Regions from separate parts of the Zea mays genome. Here region 2 is linked to region 1. A link is a contact called in public Hi-C data. All regions are on one chromosome and are shown on one strand. The core of a region is the stretch at or near the end of the contact, and the rest is flanking DNA. Distances in the headings are between cores, read along the strand shown. Region 1 holds the start of LOC542112. Region 2 holds the start of LOC100284609.

Region 1 (3,288 bases), core at 510-3,009:
TTCTTCAGCTCAAATAACAAGTCATCACTGACAGCATGGATGTCAATCTCTATCTCTCCATCCCCAGACAAATCTGCATTGCTGTCGATGCATTGTTGTAGCAGTTCAAATATGTGAGGAGGTAACTCATCAGATATGGATGCCAAGCAGTTCCCAAAGGCTTCCCTCTCTTCAGCTGTCATCTTCGGTGTTTCTGGCTCTGTCTGTCGTGCACACTCCATTGACACATCACTGCGGTCCACAGGAGGTGTCTTCCTCCTCTTCGAGTCAGCCCTGTCAACCTCAACATGTTTCTCAGTGGCAGCAGAAGCCAATTTCTTCTCAATTGGCCTCCATCGACTCTCAAACATCTTGTTCAGCTGGATGGCCATGTCGTGCACAGCATGCCCCCGCGGATTATAAGCCATAGCGTTGTTAAAGGTCAGCCGGACATCAGCAGCAAAATCTGATGGACTTGTGTATGAACCAGATTCAAGCTTTTTCTTGACAGTACCAAGATCCATTGGGGTCTTCACAATGTCAAAATAATCAGGAATTTGCAGCTTCACAATATCAACTGGAACATTGAATATATGACTATACTTTTGAGTCATAAGCTTCTTCAAAATAGCTTCACACTGCTTAAACGCTGCAGCTTCAGATAACACAGTGGAAGTCTCCGGCCGCGGTTTTGTAGGCAAGAATCGTCCCTTTGCACCACGTATAACATTGGTCCCACCACGCTGAGACTTCTGTGGCTTCTTAGCTCGAGGTGCAGCTGAGGATGACAAAGCAGGTGCCCGATTGAGAGGAACAGGGGCTGCAAACTCTGGCTTCTTGAGGAGATCCCGCACCGAATCAAGCTCTGCCCGGAATCTCTTTCGAAGGTACCGCCGTTCAGATGACGACATCTTAGAGGGCACCAAGATCTCCCGCTTCACATCAAAGCCAACGCTGTTCAGGCTGATGCACTTGCGCTTTGGCACAGATGAGTCCTCAGAATCAACACGAAGAGGACTACCAGCTGCAACTCCCGACTCGCCAACAGTCTCTGCATAACCACGGGAAGAGGCTGCCCTGAAGACCATTTCCTCGTATCCCCGTTTCATTGGCCTCTGCTGCCCAAACTCCATTAAAACCGTCGGTGTCATGTGCCCAGGCGCCAGCGGGTCACAGATCTGTTCAGCATTTACAACCATTTTCAGTGGCACACACCAAATTCAAGCTACAGAAGCAACAGAAATAAAGCACAAAAGGCAAAAAAATAACAATATCCTCTCCAAAACCCTAATCCTAAACGGGAATCTTAACACCAATACGAACCACCAACCGCGCACGAATCCAACAGCGCAGCCCTCAAATCCTCCAATTCGCGCCCGAATCAGACACCTCACCGCGTCAATCGAAGAAACCCCCGAAATCCAAAGGTAGTCCAAATTCGAAAGAAGAGGATGCGAGCTCGGAACCTGGTAACGCTGGATCTGAAGCAGCTGCAACCCCAAGGTCGGGATCCGGGAGCGAGACGCCGGCGTCCACGCTCAGGCGCGCAAGGGAGCTGGATCTCCACGGCAGCGGAGCGGATCTGGGAGCGCGGTGGCCGCCCGGTCGGGCCTCGCCTTATCCTCTTTTTTATTTTTCGCCTCCCAGTTGGAGTCGAGTCGTCTCCTCGCTGCACAGCCTTGCTATTTTTTTTTCCTCCTTTTTTTTCCTTCGCCAAGCCACTGAACCCGCTACTGCTTTGATCGCGAGAGGTGAGACCCGAACCAGAAGCGATGCGAACGTGACGCGCGGGGTGGCGAGCGCCTTCGGGGTGCGTATTTATAAGCCTGCGGTGGGCGAGGAGGCGGTGCAATTTGGATCCGGGCCGTCGGCTGGCGGGGATCGGACGTACCAGGCACCAGATCGGCGAGTGGGTCCGACCGTGAACGGGTGGGGCACGACGTGACGTGGAGGCGGGGGGCGCTTTGACTTTTTCTAGATGGATTTCGGGGGGACGTGGGTTGTTCGCTAATGTATCAATGACTGGTGGGTCATAAAAGTAAACTAGGTCCACATCAAATCGACGGTGTATAGACATACATGAGTACGTGTTGGTAGCGGCCGTCTTTTGTCGTGCACGCGGGATCTGGGTACGGTTTGGGCGCGGAGTGAGTGACTTGGTGAGGAAGGATGCGTGACGCGTGGAAGCAGTTGCCTGCCCTGGGTGGGTCCGAGCACGTAACGGGTTGGATTTCGGATCCAGTTACGTTGCCACGTTGGGCCGGGTCTCGTAGCTTCCGTAGCAGTGGTGATAGGTCCAGTTTTCTATGGGCCAAAACTTATTATTTCCGACTTCCAAGTTGTCAATCAGCCAAAACTAGCCCGTAAGGTGAGGAGTCCGGCTTTGTTGGGCTGTATTTGTGCTCTAGAGTATAGTAGAGTTCATTGTCTGACCAATATGGGTGTTTTATACGAATCAGGAATTTTATAGGAATCGGTCCGTTTTCACGTGAGAAACACAAGAAACGAGAAAAAATATTGCATTTCAACTTGTATACTGTATAGCCATATCATGTAATGAAGCAAAGGAAAAATTGGTTGTCAACTTTAGAAATTGGTAATCTCTATATACACGCTTGTGCCCCTCTTTAACATTGGAAAGCTTTGCTTTTATATCGCTTTGTTCTTGGTGAAAAGAAAGGAGGGTTCTTTTCGACTTCGGCTCAAAAAATACTTTCGGAATTCACTCATAACAAAGGACGGCATTAGAAAAGGCGCAACCGTCACAAAAAATCATGTATTCAAGCCAAATTTATATTCAACATTAGACAATCCCTTCAACAATAATGTAGTCTTGCATTACAATTTAATTACAAAATGCTTGAAACTTTTATGCCTTGGGATGAAGGTCCCTCATCTATAAACAAGTCTTCAAGCCTGTTTTCAACTTTGGCTTCCTTTGTAGCTCCCTTGTCTTGTAGTATACACAAAACAAAATGGTCGTTAAGGTGCAACATGTGTACATAAAACAAAAACAACAACAATTAAGGAGACGACTCAGAAATAAACCTTTTCCATATAGGCCTTAGCTTTGACTATTGGTAGTTCCCTTCCAACTTTAGCCCATATAAGGGTGAAATATCGCATAGCCACATTTAATGTGTCACCGGATGGTTCCTTTATATCATCTACTAATATTGCGAAATTTGGCCTTTCTGACTGTCTTAATATGTGAGCACCTAGGTTTCTTGAGAACTGAAACTGCACCTCAGGACCCAATCATAGCACAATAGTCCCCATGGGTGCCCATTACTTCGTCGAAGACGCCGA
Region 2 (3,288 bases), core at 266-2,765, 240 kb after region 1:
GCGCCTACGACGCATGCTCGTGTCTCCGATTACATGGTGCTCAACATGGTGCCAAAGCAAAAGGTTATCGATCTCATCGTCGGACTCATCGGACGATGAAGACAACACCAGGCTTCGCAATGAGTCCATCACGAGCTCAACTTAGACTACGTAGTATGTATTTTTGATGGAATGTCGGATGAAACAGAAGACACGAATGTGTAGGTGGGTGGAGCATGCCCGCAGGAGGACCTTATTTAAAGATAGCTTCAGTGTGTGAAGGAAACCAGAGGGTCGTGGCTTGCCGGAGAAGACAGTCGTGTGCTGGAAGCCAATCGTGTCGTGTACGAGAAGAATGTTAATTCCTTTTTTTTAAAAAACATAAAATGGAACCGTATTTATAAGACCGTATTAATACTAATTATGGCGTTTGGTAATTAATTGTGGAACACGTGACGCCGGTGTACTGTTCAAATAACAAATACAAATAAAATTAATATGTCATGGTACGAATGTCCGTGTACTGTGCAAATAAGAAATAAAAATTAAATTAATATTTAATGGTAGTTATCCCCGTGTACTGTAGAAATAAGAAATAAAAATAATATTAATATTGGATGGTAGTTGAGTTAGTTGATGAAGAAAATATATAATATTATTGTGGTGGGGTTTAGAGGATAGATATAGGGGGAACCGTTGTAGAGTGTGGAGAAATAGGGGGAGAGAGAACGCTGACGTGGCACGTGAGTGGGATATAGGGGGAGAAATTTAGGGGGAACCGTTGAAGTCAGTCTTAACTGTGACATCCGTTGTATGCACGACCACACATTTATTTAATATTTGTTGATGCGTACTTCCGTCAGATTCGTTTACATCACTGTCCTTTGCATACCTACCTTTGTGTCCTTCACGAATTTTTTTACGACATCGAAACTAGAATATGAATTTTAGTAGCACTGCACGTATGGAGGACCGAATTTAAAGAATATTATTAGAGATAGGCATTTTATTTAATCTCAGTGACGATGCAGCTTCTCTCATGCATGTTCCAAGGCGAGCGGGGGCAGCGGAAGGCGAGCGGCGACGTCGGGGGAAGGCGAGCAGAGACTGGAACCTATGCGTGCTACGATGAGGATCCACACAGCAGCTTGAGCTTGCTTCTCGCCTTCTCTCGCGAGCAAGTTTTTCATTGTTTTCTTGGACCGTTAGGTGGAAGGAGCCGTCCGTTAGTTTTTCTTTACCGTTTGCCATGACACGGGATGAGAGGAGAAATTTGTGACTGTGCCACTCAATTTTGGTTGTCTGTTATTATAACATCTCGTGTCTATGATTAGTGGGACTATCTATGTCTATGATTTATACGTCCGATGATATACTAGCGAATGGCGATGAGACTATCTATATCTATGATTTATACGTTCGATGTTATACTAGCGAAGCTAATAAATCATAATAACAAAATTGCCAATGTCTCGGATGTGAGAATCTCGAGAAGACGAGGGGGCGTCCCCGTCCAGAAGAAGGGGGCCAGTATGACGTGTCTATCTAGTTAGTTCTCGATAGCCTCTCTCTCCCTGCCTCCCCGCTGTTGTGGTTGCGGTGCTTCTGCTGATCTGCTCCGTCTTCTCCTCCCGGCAATGGCCTGCTTGGAGGCGCCCCCGCGCGTCGAGCTCTGCCCGGTCTCGTGCCAGCCCCGCGGCCTGCAGCTTCCGCCATGGCGGCTCAGCCTGTCGAGGTCCTCCTCTTCATGCAGGTACTCTCGCTTCCTCCCCCCTTCGAAGTGTGTCCTCTGTAGAGCGAGGGTGAGATGTAGGGTCTCCTTCTTCCAGAACAACCTAGGTACCCAGCGGCGTACGTGCCTTCCTAGCTACCCCACTGCTAGTCTGCTAGTAACTGTGCGTTCTAGGTTTTTTTTTTGGTAGCTTTGGCAACCAGTTTAAATTACCTCAAGAAAGCTTCTTTCTTCGGGGGGTCAAAATTATCTGGGACAAACCCTGCCCCTTGGCACAGTAATGGGGTGTTTGGTTTGAGTAATGAGCTAGTATATCATTTTCTCACTCCTAACTTTTTTGTTTGGTTTGTGGAATAGAATAAGTTGATACATCACCACTCAATTCCTCATAGTTAGTTAATTAGTACTAATATGTGGAATGAAGTTATCCCATCAAATTTGAGGAATGGATCCATGATGCACCACTTTATTTTGGATGGAGTAGTTTCTCAAACCAAACACCACATAAGTTTGTAAAGAATGCACTACCTGGTTGCTGGCCCAGTTCTCCTCAACGATTTTCGTAAAAACGTCATCCACACCCGGCCACTTGGGTTAGAAGTGGATCGAAGGGATTGAAGGAGTTTAAATCTTGTTAGTCAAAATTGAATAGAAATGGACTAATCTCCGTCAAGCATCCCCATGCAACCGCTAATGGATGGTTCCAGTGCACTGATTGTTGTCTTGTGTCCATGCAGATCTTGCACCCTTGTGTCTCGCCAGCTTCCAATTTGCAATGCACAGTCATGTGAGATTACCTGCTCATCCCTTAACAACTTCTCTCCTTAAAAGCACGCTGCACAGGCAATTTATCTTCGCAGCGCACGGAACTCCTCTGTGATGCAGATGCTGATGATTTATGGGTGGCTGCGCCTCATAGCCCTGCATCTGTTCGCTCAAGGTTGCTTGCAGCGGAAAGAGAGGAAGCAAAGGCTGTCCTGTCCCTGTTTCTGAGGCAGAAAGGTCTGCGAAGCACGCTGGCCGCACGGATCGTCAACAAATCGGATGGCTTCATCGAGCACCTGGTCTCGAAGCTCCAGATTGCTTACAGATCTCGATATGCTGAAGGTTTTGTGATTTTTTTTTTCTTACAACCTATACCTATTGGTCATGGTCTCATGGACTTTTTTTGACAACCTGTGTTTTTATTTTTCAGGAAGGGAGCTGAGCACGCCTGAAATCAGAGACGCTCTCCTTCCCTATCTCGAAGCTCTCTCCAAAGAACATGGCGACAGTTTGGTCGAGGTGGTGGAGAATTTCCCCGACCCTTTTGCTATGGAAAGGGAAGCCTTATCTTCATCAATGGCGTTTACACCCACGAGCTCAAACAAGCAGAAGGCGATTGCTCGAATAAGCACGGCAGCCTCAGGCGCCGCCCTCCCTGAGCTGGTCCCCTACCTACTAGACCTTGGCATGGACCACGAGGAGATAAAGGACATCGTGCGCAAGTTCCCAGCGTTCGCGTACTACAGCGTGGATCGCAAGATCAAGCCCCTGGTGGAGCTCCTGCTTGAGCTTGGGGTGAAAAATTCCAGCAT

Evidence for each region. Hi-C and Micro-C count contacts between places; a contact is called where the count stands out from the background.
Region 2: a Hi-C map of ear shows a contact between it and region 1, with 2.3 times the contacts expected there. The contact joins the promoter of LOC100284609 here to the promoter of LOC542112 in region 1. A contact is called at or near these places in 2 of 25 Hi-C or Micro-C datasets (ear and leaf).

The regions. Positions count from the first base shown.
Region 1 is chr5:185,366,757-185,370,044 of Zm-B73-REFERENCE-NAM-5.0, forward strand. LOC542112 reads right to left here and starts at 1,760. Exons shown (of 10, transcript NM_001111744.2): 1 at 1,446-1,760; 2 at 1-1,157. The coding sequence starts at 1,130.
Region 2 is chr5:185,609,112-185,612,399 of Zm-B73-REFERENCE-NAM-5.0, forward strand. LOC100284609 reads left to right here and starts at 1,516. Exons shown (of 4, transcript NM_001349011.1): 1 at 1,516-1,732; 2 at 2,449-2,498; 3 at 2,597-2,818; 4 at 2,907-3,288. The coding sequence starts at 1,617.